2 separate regions of the Arachis hypogaea genome follow, and region 1 is linked to region 2. Evidence: chromatin contacts called from public Hi-C data. All regions are on one chromosome and are shown on one strand. The core of a region is the stretch at or near the end of the contact, and the rest is flanking DNA. Distances in the headings are between cores, read along the strand shown.

The links. Hi-C and Micro-C count contacts between places; a contact is called where the count stands out from the background.
Region 1: a contact with region 2 is called in a Hi-C map of leaf, with 2.0 times the contacts expected there. The contact joins the promoter of LOC112776756 here to the enhancer-like site in region 2. A contact is called at or near these places in 2 of 8 Hi-C or Micro-C datasets (both in leaf).

The regions. Positions count from the first base shown.
Region 1 is chr19:118,660,243-118,667,543 of arahy.Tifrunner.gnm2.J5K5, forward strand. It overlaps LOC112776756 (auxin-responsive protein IAA14), which reads left to right and starts at 3,764. Exons shown (of 5, transcript XM_025820996.2): 1 at 3,764-4,789; 2 at 5,133-5,410; 3 at 5,973-6,108; 4 at 6,585-6,646; 5 at 6,868-7,203. The coding sequence starts at 4,515. The coding sequence ends at 6,905.
Region 2 is chr19:118,581,229-118,588,096 of arahy.Tifrunner.gnm2.J5K5, forward strand. No RefSeq gene overlaps it. Among protein-coding and RNA genes, the nearest start is that of LOC112782117, 28 kb to the left of the region's middle. Within about 2 kb of position 2,148, at least 1 of the 3 cell types and tissues checked has open chromatin away from gene starts, as enhancers often do.

The DNA of each region.
Region 1 (7,301 bases), core at 2,514-5,013, 81 kb after region 2:
GTAGCCTTTGAGAATAGGCAACGGCCGAATAGGAATCACCTCAAAAAGCGTAGCCGTAGCCCAGAAAGCGTAGCCGTAGCCTAAGGAATCATTTTTTTTCACTTTTGGCTACACTTTTCAAGTGTACCTAAATGGGTGTTTTTTTTGTAGTGATTATATTAACTTAAGGCTTATAACGTTTTCTTGGTACATTTCCTACTTCAAAATTCAAGCATCTTACACTTCTTCTTAAATTCTAAGTTAACATATAATTAATTTCTAATTCCTAAATTAACTTCATCCTAAATCTTAAATAATTAACTTTAACCTTGAACCTTAAATTAGCATATAATAATCAAATCCTAAATCCTAAATTAACATATCACTAATTCCTAAATACTAAATAAACTTCATCTTAAATCTTAGCATATGATAACCAAATCCTAAATTCTAAATTATCTTAACCCTAAACCCTAAATTAGAATATAATAATCAAACCTAAATTAACTTATAATAACTAAATCCTAAATTAACTTAAACAAGAAAAAAGAGGGACCATAAAACTTGAAAGGCGAACAAAGAGAAAGTGGGAGTCGCGTTGGTGATGGACGGCAACGGCGTCGGTGCTGGACGGCGGTGGCAGACGAACAGAGAGAAAAAAGGAGTCACTATTAACGGAGGGGAGAGGAGACAGCTACAGGAGGGACAGGTGGCGGCAGGACTGACGGAGCGGCAGGGAGAGGAGGCGGTTAGAATGAGAAAGGGAGAAAAGAGGTTAGAGAGAGAGAAAGAGAGAGAGAGAGAGAGAGAATTTCAAAATGAAGAGAGAGAGGATTCACGCTTTAAATTTTAGGGCTCGTTACCGTCGGATTTACCATCGGATAAATCCGCTGGTAACTCGTTTCGGGTCACCAAAATGCAGCGTTTCACAAAAATGAGTTTACTGGTAGATTGTTCTGACAGTAAATCTCATGCTAAATTTTGCGCCTATTTCTCCCATTTTTAATCTAAGTATTACCGTCGAAAATGGGAATCTACCAGTAACGATTTGACTAAACGAATTTCACAGCGCTTTTTGTAGTAAAAGATGGCGAGAACCTATCAAAATTGGTATAAACTGGTCCGACTGAACTGTTCGGATGAAAATTCTAAAATCGATGCATGCTCCCTTTACTACTAAGTTATGTTGTTCCTTGCCATTCTATAAGCTACTTATTAATTATATAGTAAAAACGTACAATAATTTTATTAGATATTTTAATTTTATACTCACTTATATTTAAATTAATTATATTTTTATTATTCATAATTATTAATATAAATATAAATATTATTAAATACGTATAACTAAAAAATATCAAATATTTTTATTAATTATAATATAATTTTTCTTTTTATGATTATATGATATTTATTAATATTATTTTTTAATAAATATATATAGTATATAAGAATATAATAAATATAAATCAATTAGTTAGTTATTAAAATAAAAAATAGTTACTTTAATATAAAAATAAAATTAAAAATTTTTATTATAAAAAATACAAAATTTTTATATAATTATTTAATAATAATTAAATTATAACTTGTTGATTATAATTTGTTGAGACTTGATTGTTCTTAAAATATTAGTGAGGATATGTATTTAAATTTTAATTTTTAATTTTGATTATTTTATATTTTTTATTTATAAAGAATTGGTTCTTTCGGTTTAATCAGTAATTTATATTAATTAAACTAATAAATCAATAATTTGACTAATTTAGTCATTTATTCTATTCTGATAACTATGATAAAATCTAAGGAATCATTTTAATTTTTGTCTCTTAAAATAATTATATGTTTTAAATAGTTATCAAAATGAATTCTATGAACTCTGTTACGGATCGGACCCACAGATTCTACATCCGGCATAACTTCTAAACTCGGTATGTAATCCGGATCCGAATCACATTACCCTTTCAGAATGTCCGAAACTGATCTATTAGAACTTCTAACCAACTTTTGAATTCAAACGTCTCCCTTATCTTAGCCAAACAAGATAAGATAAGATAACTACCATCACCTATAAATAAAGAATCCAGGTCCCTCCAGGTATTCACTCATTCTACACACCTTATACCTCTTAGATCCATTCTGACTTAAGCGTCGGAGTGTCTTTACAGGTACCTTCCCCCCTCATTGCTTCCCCCCTCATTGCTCCAGTGAGATAGCCCGGCATCCGTCTCGACTCGCAAATTTTCGATCTATCACTCAACTCATACCGGAGGCATCGAGTACAAACTCTAAAAGTGAGTATATTCGATAGCATTGGTTTTAATTAATGGCATCTATAAAAAATGTAATAGATATATATTATAATAATATATATAGTTATTTATACCTTAATGTAAAAATAATTCTTTGCTTTAAATTCTCAAAATAATACTCACCTTTTGAGTGAATAAAATTTAGAGTAATGTTAGAGGACTAATAGAATTTTATTATTTTTGGTCAATAATTTATAATTAGTTACTATTATTGAAAAATATTGGCTAAAGTCTAAAAGTATATTATTAGGTTACTAAACTAAAAATATTGAGTTGATGACTAAAAATATTAGTCAATATAAAATAAAATTATTAACCCTTGAGTTTTTCTCTTAAATTTAGAATCTATTAGGAGATATTTTGGCCAGACTTGGTTTAAAACGTTTTGAAGAGTTATTTGTTCTTTTTAAAAATATAAATACCTTGTTTTATATTTAGTAAATAAAAAAATAATGTACTTATGTTTGTAATTTTAATTTTAAAAGTTGAATGTGTTTAATAAAGAGTTTTTTAAGTTGGTTTATATTTATTAAAATTAAACAATCTGATATAATCTTATATTTATGTTTATTATAATCTTTTTAAATTTTAAAAATTATTTTTTAAATGCAATTGTTTTTTTATGTTTATTGAAAGTTATTTTTAGTTTGATTTATTAAATAGAGATGGTACAACTTAAAAGAAAAAGATAATCTTTTAAAAGATAATTTTCATAGATTATTTTTTAAAAAATAAAAAGTTTACTAAATCAAGCCGTAGTTAGTCCAAAATTATATATTTAAAGAATTGTTCGAAATTTCACGCACGAACATATATGTAAACTTATTAAGAGGAGAAAAGTTTTAGAGCAATAGTTAAATTATTTTTGTGTAATTTTGAAGTTATTAATTAAAATTATAGAATTATTCATAGATATAATTATTAGATTAGGCTGCCTGTGTTATATTTTTTGATGTAAGAATATATATGTATTCCACATTAATATCTAAGATTAAAGCTTATCATCAATAATCTATATTGAAAATTGAACATATTATAAAACTTTAAGTGGACAAACTTTAAACATATGATCCAACTATTTGAGGTGGTAAATAATCATGATATATCCGCGCATGGAAATTTCCAAAATTACATGTATATATTAATTACATTATATATTCATTTCCTAGTGAAGATGACAGAGAAAGAAATTATAGAGGGTGCACTATTTTAGATAACTAAACATGGTAACCAGTCCTCAAATGAGAGGACAGCAGAAGACGGAAAACTAACAAGACCAAGTGCCATGCATGTGCCTTGAAAATTACAACAAAGGTTGATTAGTACATTTGGGGAGACATATTTTGGAAGCCATTAACATTTTGGTAGGTACCCTCAAATAATAATCCCGTTTATCATCAAAGGAGAAATAATTGTTCAACTATATATTATATATAAATTTTTTTTTTTTTTTTATCGACACGACTATTTTGTTATCTTTGGAATTTCAGTGTACTTTATATTTTTTAATTTTTAGTGATTATATAAATTTAATAATATTTAAAAATTTTAAACTTATAACCACATTTTTTATATTATAATTTTTTTATTTTTAAAGTTAAAAAAATTAAATATTAAAAAATTATTATTTTAATAACACAATTATCTAATTACTGTAACTATCATAACATAATAGTTGTAATTTTTTAACAATATTTTTTGATTTGATAAATTAAAAATTAATTTATTATTAATTAAAATTATCATTTAAAAATTTATTATTAACTAATAAATTATTATATATATATATATAGACTCAAAAAAATTATTATATACATAAGATAAAATTTAACTCTTTAATACTTATTTAAGTAGATTATTAAAAACAAATTGGCTATAATAGTCATGTGAAAGAGTCCGTTAAGCCTACCCATTTGCAAAGATCAACGCCCCATATATGTCCAGGTGTCAGCATGCAATTGGATCCAAACATGATATGACATACACATGCAGTCACAAGCACAAGTTCCTCAAAGGGCCTATATTATTGAGGGGCTATCACATTCTCTCTCTCTCTCTACTGCTTCCAATTTCTATATAGCCAAACCAAGAAAGCATTATAATAGAAAGAAGAGAACACCATATTCATAAGAAACAGTTTGAGAGAGCAAAGAGAAAGAGAAAGAGAAATTAGAATTAGAAAAGAAGCTGAGAGAGTTCCATTTGATAACGGTAGAGCCAAAAATGGCAACTATGTTGGCAAAGGAGCATGGCTTGAATCTGAAGGAGACTGAGCTTTGCCTTGGCCTGCCCGGCGGAGGCGGAGGCGGAGGCGGAGGCGGAGACACGGCAACGGCAGAAACTCCGAGAGCCACCGGGAAGAGAGGGTTCTCTGAGACGGTTGATCTGAAGCTTAACCTTCAAGGCAATGATACTAACAAGGAAGATCTGAATGAGAATCTGAAGAATGTTCCAAAGGAGAAGACTCTCCTTAAGGACCCTGCCAAGCCACCCGCTAAGTATGTTTCCCTTAATTAATTCCTTTCATCTCCCTTATTTCGTTATATAATAAAATTATTCTTTTTTAAAAATTTAAATCGATAAAGGACATGAATATACTTATATTTTTAACATATTTTTTTTAAATAGGAGTTTTTTAAGGTATATTTAAATTTTTGTATAGATTTTTTTGTACTACTTTTTTTTTTCTTTTGAATGAAAACAAGTTAAAGATGACACTCTAGACTTTTTGTTTATAACTTCTCTTAAAAATTTAAATTGATATAAAAAATCATATTTTTAATACATTAATTTGATGAATTTAACTGAATATGAAAATATTATTATTATGACGATGATCAGAGCTCAAGTAGTTGGATGGCCACCAGTGAGGTCATACAGAAAGAACATGATGGCACAAAAGGTGAGCACTGAGGAAAATAACAATGGCAGCGCCACCACTGAGAAGACAACAAGCAGCGCCGCCGCTGCAGCCACCACCGCAGCTTCTACTGGTGGTTCATTTGTGAAGGTCTCCATGGATGGAGCTCCTTACCTTCGCAAGGTCGACCTGACAATGTACAAAAGCTACCAAGACTTATCTGATGCCTTGGCCAAAATGTTCAGCTCCTTCACCATGGGTTAGTACCATATCCATATTCATATTTCTTAGTTTAGATCTCCAAATTCGATTTACCATTTTTACACTTTATCAGTTCTCTATTATCGTTTAAATTTATTTAAATTTTATGAGTTTAATTCAATTACTTAGACCTCCAAAAGCTCTATTATTAGTTCAACTTTGATGAGACTGAACGTGTATATAATAATATGAAAGAAAATAGCACATAAAATTACAAAGTTACTATTATTATTATTATATATAATGAAATAAAAAATTAATTTTAATGCATTGTTTATATGCTGAAAATTAAATTCATATAATAATAGTTTTTAAATTTGTTTCTTTGATGCATGGGAATCTGTGTTGATGGTGCTATTAATTAGTAATATGTTTAATTTAATTTATATACATATTTGTTAGAATTGTTACATTCTGGGGTTACAGACTTACAGCTAGGCATATGTATAATTGTGTATGATTGTGGCCTGGGTTTTATTTGGGTGTGAATGATTAAGTAGTACTATTATTGATAATAATAATATTATTAAATTAGGGTGTTATTATTGTAATTGATGAAGGTAACTATGGGTCCCAAGGAATGATTGATTTCATGAATGAGAGCAAGTTGATGGATCTTCTGAACAGCTCTGAGTATGTGCCAACCTATGAAGATAAGGATGGTGACTGGATGCTCGTGGGTGATGTCCCATGGGAGTAAGTTTCTATTACCTTCATCTCACCACCACCGCCGTCGTTGCCGCCACCACCACCACTACTCTCTCCTCTCTACAATTTGATTACAGTTTTCATAACACTCGTTCATTCAAATACACAGTTAGGAAATTATCACCAAATTATTTATTTTGAAAATCTAAAATATAACTATTTTTGTTTACTTTCAATATAATTTCTTTTTTATATATTGACCTTTATTTAATTAGCTAGGTGCTATTTCCTTTATTTATATATATATACAAACATTTAAGTATTGTACTTATTATTATCAAAAAGAAAATTAAATGTATTATTTACTAATTAATTACTCATGTGGATTAGAAATTTTTATCTAATTAAAAAAACTTTGATTATTAAGAGGTTATTTAGAAACATGCTTTTAATTTAAGAGTTTTTTTTTACTTCAACACATAGAGACCCATGAAATTAACCTAAGTTATTTACTTTTTGTGAAGGATGTTTGTTGGATCATGCAAGCGTCTGCGAATAATGAAAGGATCAGAAGCTATTGGGCTTGGTATGAATTATTGATCATATGTTTGGTTACATCAACTTTTTCTTTTCATTCATTTAATTTTGCTTTAATATATATGGAAGTCATCATTATTATGAAACCCAAATAGGAAAATACTAACAATCATGATTCTTCATAGTTATTATTTTAGATAATATATATTATTATACACCACTTTCTGGCAAGTGAATCTAATATTGGCATGCTTTCCTGTGAACTTTCAGCGCCGAGGGCCATGGAGAAATGCAAAAGCAGAAGCTGAAGCTGAAGCTGCTGGTCCAATACATGTTCTATATATATATGATCAGAATCCGTACCAAAGTTTACCCTATAAAAATATATATGAATCCACCATAGCACTTCTGCTGCTGGGACATATGTTTTTATTTACTTATTGTTAGTTTGGCATTTGTCTGTGTTTTTTGTATTATTATTGTTGGTATATAGATTCAACTTTTAATTTTAAGGAGCCTGTGATGGTGATGATGATGGGGGCATTTGTAATGGAACAAGAAGCAATAAACTTAACCTATAATACTAGTCTGGCTTGTTTATTATTATTATTATTATTATTATTATTATTATTATTATTATTATTATTATTATTATTATTATTATCCTTCATTTGCTGTCATGATTATTATTGTGTTGTATATGT
Region 2 (6,868 bases), core at 898-3,397:
AAACAAAAAAATTAATTATTAAATTAATTATTCGTATAAAATATATATTAAAAATAGTTATATATATATATATATATATATATATATATATTTGTGTTAGTAACCAATCTTTATGTACACATAAAATTTTTGTTTAACCAAATAAAGTTAATTTTTTTAATTTTGAACATGTCATCAAAGTTTAGTCAATTAAGAATTTAATAACTAACCTGGTAAAATTCACATGACATGAAACTGGAATAAAGTTACCAATGTTTTACGACTACGGATAATTCAATTATCAGATCAAAACTAACTCAATTCGATTTAATTGATTTTGTACTCATCGAATAATTGGATTTGATTAAATCTGACCTTAATTAATTCTGCTATTAATTTTATAATTGTAGAATTTGAATTAATCTGATTATCCGATTAATGTTATATTATATTATAAAATTAAAATATATATACTAATTTTATCACCTTACCCCCCCCCCCAAAAAAAAATTCTTTAGTAATCAGTAGTCACCACCCTGTGTTCTCCTCTCTTGTCAGTTTATTTTGTGATGCTTAAAGAACTTAATAACTAACATTATGTGGTTTATTTTACGATATTTTTTTGTACAATTTTAAATATTTAAAAATGTTCAAACTATGAATATTAGATGTTTTTTTTAAGTATAAATATGATGATATATTTTAGTTTGTAATTCACCTATTTTTTGTTTTTTATTTTTTATTTTTACTGTTACATATTATAGAAAGTTTTTTTTTTCTGAATTTTTTCTACTTTTTCTAAATTTAATTTTTAATCAAATGCTTGATTATCCGAATTAATCTAACTTGAATTTAATCAGTTTAGATTGGTTTAAATTCACTTAAAAAAACCTCTTATTCGATCTATCCTGAACCAATTAATTTTTATTGATTCGATTCTTATTTTTTTTCTAAACTCAAACTAATCGGACCAGTGTACATCCCAAACTAAAGTTTTCATATTGCTTAAGGATAACACCGTGGCATTAGAAGAGTTTGAATATCCTTCCGCGCACTATATGAGCTAGGTACGAGTGAACTTTGATCCATATTATAAATATAATTAAGACATTGTTTAAGAACAAGTCGTTAACATTTTCAACTAGTGATATTTAAGGGAATCTTACAAAATGTCTCCAAAAGAATTATTGCAAATAACACTTTCCATTTCTTTTATAATTAAAATAAGTTTAGCTCCAAGAAAAATATTATATGAAAGATAAAAAATAATTAAAGCTTATACTACGAAATGGACACAATTAAAAAGAACTACACACATCATCATTTTTGCATGAATTTATTTTTATAGAGATATAATCATTTATGTATTTTATTCTAGCAGTTTAAATTTTTAAGAGAAATAATTTCATAACACATTTAAAATATTAAAAATTTAGAAACATGTGATCACTTTTTCAATTTTAATAAATCCATCAAAAGCATCCTTTGACGACTAGTTCATTTGTTACCACTGCTTCAGTTTAAATTCTTATCCATTACTTCAATCATTTTCGAAATGATCCGATGGCAGATCAGATCATCCTAGAGGGGGAAATTAAGTTTCTTAATTTAAGATATATTTTGTATAATATAAAATAGAAGAGAGTACTATAATTTTCTTAATATGCCCAAATAAGTTGATCTTTTCAATCAATCATTGATCAATAGTAAACGTAACTGTTGACTAGTATTTTCATATGTAATAAAAATTTTAGCCGACATGTTAACATAGCTTAATAAGTCACCTTACACATTGAATTATTCAATTAAGTAGTGCTGCTTGTGATAGATAGGTTGTGCCTACCTAATAAATTTTCTTCCTCTTCTTGTGTCCCTACTCGCACACACTATTCTCCAGGTATTACGTTTTTGACCACAGGACCACTTAAAGTTTGACCAGGTTTTTATTGACCTTACAACAAAATATAGATATAATAATAATAACTAATTAGGACCACTACTCTTAAAAATTCCCTTAGCTAATAAAAATACATAATGTGGTGTAAAATGTGGAATATGGGATTATCTAAAATTAGAGTCACTGTCCAAATTAGATAAGGATATGCATGGGATTTCCCTGCACCAAAAATTGGCTTCTTGTATTCTTTTGTGATTAAGACCCCATTGAGGATTTCTGAACTCTAAAAGACGAAAAGAGTATGTTTTTATTTTTGGACAAGTCCATCTTCGCCAAGTTCTCTTAGAATATGTGGCCAAGATGATATGAATCCAATGGATACTTATCATTGAGGTAGGTTAGAAAGAAACAATCCAAGATGGGGTTAAGGAAGGGATGTTGACATGGCAAGGGCACAGCTAGGGTTTGAGATGTTTCTTGCTCTTAGGCGATGTGACCTGTCTCTAAGTAATCACCATGCCCTAAAAAGCTATATAGTTATGATATGAAAATGATGTAGTCCTTCATCATCTATCATGTGCTCTGCTGGAGAAGCTTCAAGATTTGCTGTATGTTACACCCTCTCTTGCAACCCCATTTTTCTTAAAAAAAATAAAATAAAAATATTTCTTACAATATTTACCATCCATAAATAATTCGTTTTTGCGTATTTGAAAATTGTTATATGTATAAAGTATAATTCACACTTTCAAGACATTCGAGATATAACTATTCATGTGTCTTTTTTTATTAATTTAAGATTTTGAGAAAAAATTGTATCATGATATGATATGAGAGTTTCTATAATTGAAAAAAAGTATAAAGCAAATAAAAAAGATAAAAGAATGCCTATGCAAAATTTATGCAAGGCCAAAAGTAACTTTTGTGTGAGAGATGTATTAGAAATATAATTATTAATGATATAAAATTAAAAATATAATTATTTATATATTTTTTATTAATTTAATTAATTTTTTTTAAAATAGCTTTATTATATGATATTAAACTTTTATATATGAAACGTTTAGAATTTAATTTTTATAAAACCCTAAAATAAAAGTTTATACAAAAATTCATGTAAATTCAAAATAAAACTTTTATGTAAAACGAACGTACTAAAAATATAATTATTTATATCTCCTCCTATCACTTTAAATATTTAAGAAAAAAAATTTCATGGCACTCATATCATAAAGAGGCCTCTAGTACTTCATCATATATGGCCTCGGTGGTTCTTTGTATTTGCATTCCAATTTCGTTGCTAATGTTCACATTATTTTCCTTGCCAAATTAAAGCCCGCAGGAATTGTATACTAGCTCCACTAGCATTTTCATTTTTGGCATAATCTATTAATTTTAACTTGAAATATGTATATACATTGGCATGGGATAGAAATGATTTCATGTGCTTTTATTCCATGATAATTAATCCAAGATGCGATAGCAATTGTTTAATTACTATACAACATGTTATAATTGTTCACTAAAATGCATGTGCTAATAGCTTAATGGAAGGTTCCTAGAAGAGAATCTACCCCATTAAAAAAATATGAGTGATAAAAATATATAATATATGCATTTCTGTCGGGCCTTGGCGATGTCCGAAGAATTATTTTATTTTGCTTTCTAACATCCAACGAATTTAATTAAATGGAAAAGGAAGGGGAAATAGCAAGATGAAAAGAACATGGAGATCTTAGACGAAATTGCATTTAAACTTTTGTGGCGGTTATTATGTCTTAGAAGAATTTTATACATGAAAACTATAGAGAGTAGTATGAAGACTGACCTAAATTCTGTTAAGGCTATATTTAATTTTGAAAACAGAATAAGATAAAAAAAATAGGATATAAAAATTAATTTTTTTATATTTTATTTAGTAATAAACAAAAATAAATAAAAAAAATATAATAATAAAAATTATAATTATAAAAATTTGATAAAAATAATGAAAGAAAAATAAAAAATAAATTATATTTTTTGTTAGTGTCTTTGTCTCTTTTTTATCAGAAAGGATATAAAATACGTTAATTCACTGTCTCTGGATATAATATCTCTGTCCATATTTTATCTATTAAACATAATTTTGTGTCTATGTTCCTATCTCAGTGTCCCGTAACTATAAATAAATGCATCGTTAATGGCAGTTCAAGAATTTCCAAAATTGACATATGAAAAATAACAGACTTTGCATTACTTGTATCACAAGTCAACTGATGTATGTGTGTTTGTAACCATGCAGTATATAAGGGAATTCTCCCTATCACTTGTAACAACAATCAATAAAATACTCAATGAATGAATTGATACTTCAAATTCTCATCATCTTTATTTTCTCTTTACTCTCTTTTGTTCTTTTTTTAGTCTCTTTTTTTACAATGTAGCTTCTCTTACATGGTATTCAGAGCTTAGTATTTAGATCCATAGCTTTAGTCACCACCACTTCTGCAAATTCTAAAACGCTTTTTAGTTCTATGCTTGATAAACTTATTAACAATTTTTTAACATGGCAACAACAAGCAATGTTCACCATCAGAGGTCATAATCTTTAAGAACATCTATTTAGATAACGTTCCTCAACAATTTGCTTCTAATGAAGCGAAATTGGCTAGTACAGTCTCTTTAACTTTAAATGGATGCTACAAGATTACAATTTAAGCTCATGGTTGTTAGCTTTTGTTGATGCTTCATTCAAAAACAAATTAGTTCATTGTACTTCTGCATTTGAAATCTGGGATAAAATCTGGGATAAAATCCAGAAACATTTTGTTTCTTCTACTAAAACCATCATTAAACAACTTAGAACTCAAATAAAAGGGATAAAAAAGTTTAATCTTTCTGCAACTGAACAAAATCAAGAATCTTGTTGAACCTTTTTTTGTTATAGGATATGATGTTTCAACTGAAGATCACGTTTCTGCAATCTGTGATAGCTTGCTTGAAGATTTCTCAAATTGTATTACAACAATTCAAGCAAAACATGAACTCTAGAAATTGGGTGAAATTGAAGCTATGATCATATCTCTTGTATAGATGCTTGAAAGGTTTCACTACATACAAGAAAAACGTTGAGTATCGTCGGATTTGTCGTCGAACGTTAACGGAGAGATTTTTCGTCGGATTAGGTAGCAAATTCGTAATCTTAAAATATTACCGTCGGAATAATATTTCCAGCGATAACGTTCAACGGTAATATTTGGAGGGAAAAAAGAAATTTTTGCGCACTCACTACCATCGGATTTATCGGTAGAAAGATCCGACGGTAACAAAGTTTAGTGAAATGCTGCGTTTTCGGTACACATAAAATGTTACTGTCGAATTAATTCGACGATAAATCCGATGGTAACAGTACCCGAAATAAAAGTGTGAACGTTGTCTCCCCCATTTTGAATTTCACACTCTCTCTCTTCATCTCCACCCTTTCTCTCTCATCACTACTACCACCTCCGTTCCTTGCCCTTCCTGTTGCTGCTGAGAGCACCGCCGTCGCCACCCCCTCTTTCTTCTCCTTCTTTCCCTGCCCCTCTCTCTCTCCTTCGCTGTCACCACCATCTGTCATCACCACCATCTACTGTCACCACCATCTACCGCCATAGCAACTTTGACGACCACTACTGCAACATCCACGTCTTCCCTTATTTCTGTGGTTCTTCATTAAGGTTTAATGAACAAATCTTTTCCAATTCAATTAATTTAGTTTAGTTTAAGTAGAATTTTTATTTTAATTTTGAATCGGTTTCAAAGTTAGTTCAGTTTAGTTTTCTAATATTAGTGTATTTAGGTTGATTAAGTTAGGTTAGATTCAATACATTAGGTTTTGAATAGTTGAAGTGTTTGAAATTATCTAATTATATTAATTACTACGTTGATGAATATTTTGCTAAGAAATTATTGCTGAGATTGTTTGATAATTGTTTAATTTTAGTTTAATTTAGTTTAGGTTTGAGTAGAATTAGAATTTTATTTTTGAATAATCAGTTTCAAAGTTAGTTAAGTTTGATTTTTTAATTTTAGTGTATTTAGGTTGATTAAGTTATGTTTGATTCAATACATTAGATTTTGAATGCCTGAAGTGTTTGAAATTGTCTAATTGTGTTAATTGCTGCGTTGGTGACTGTTTTACTGAGATTGTTGCTGAGATTGTTTGATAATTTTTTAATTTTAGTTTAATTTAGTTTAGGTTTGAGTAGAATTAGAATTTTAATTTTGAATCAGTTTCGAAGTTAGTTTAGTTTAGTTTTCTAATCTTAGTGGATTTAGGTTGATTAAGTTATGTTTGATTTAATACATTAGATTTTGAATGCTTGAAGTGTTTGTAACTGTCTAATTATGTTAATTGCTATTAATTGCTACGTTGATGACTGTTTTATTGAAAAATTTTTGCTGAGATTATTTGATAATTTGATGATACATGCAGACACGATGACAGGAAGAGGTGCTGTTGATCAAGCTACTAGTCGTGGTCGTAACTGTGGTTGGGGTAGAGGGAAGGTTTCTTTTGGTGCCCCGGGATTTTTGGATCCTCTCTCTTTACTCCGACCACCCCAGTCACGCCACACGTTGCGGGTTTAGCAGACTAGCCATTCATCATGGTCCTTAATCCCATCTACGTGCCTCCATCCACGGCGGGACGCAACCTCCGAATGCTTAGCAGCCCACATCCACGGCGATGCTAACTCCAACGACGGATGCCACGGTTCCAGAGTCTAGCCACAGAAGTGAGGCAGCAACTAATGCCCCTCCACCACCTCCATCCACACGGTTACGCATTTGGCCTGATGGCAGCACGGAATAAGTAACACGTTCAATGCTCATGGATTTTCTATTTATGGTTATCGCTGAAAGTGCCTGAATTATTTCTACTTTAGTTGATTTAAGTGTTAATTGGTGGTTATTATTTTCTAATTTTAATGATTATATATGATTCCTGTTGTTGCTGAAATTTTTTGAAAA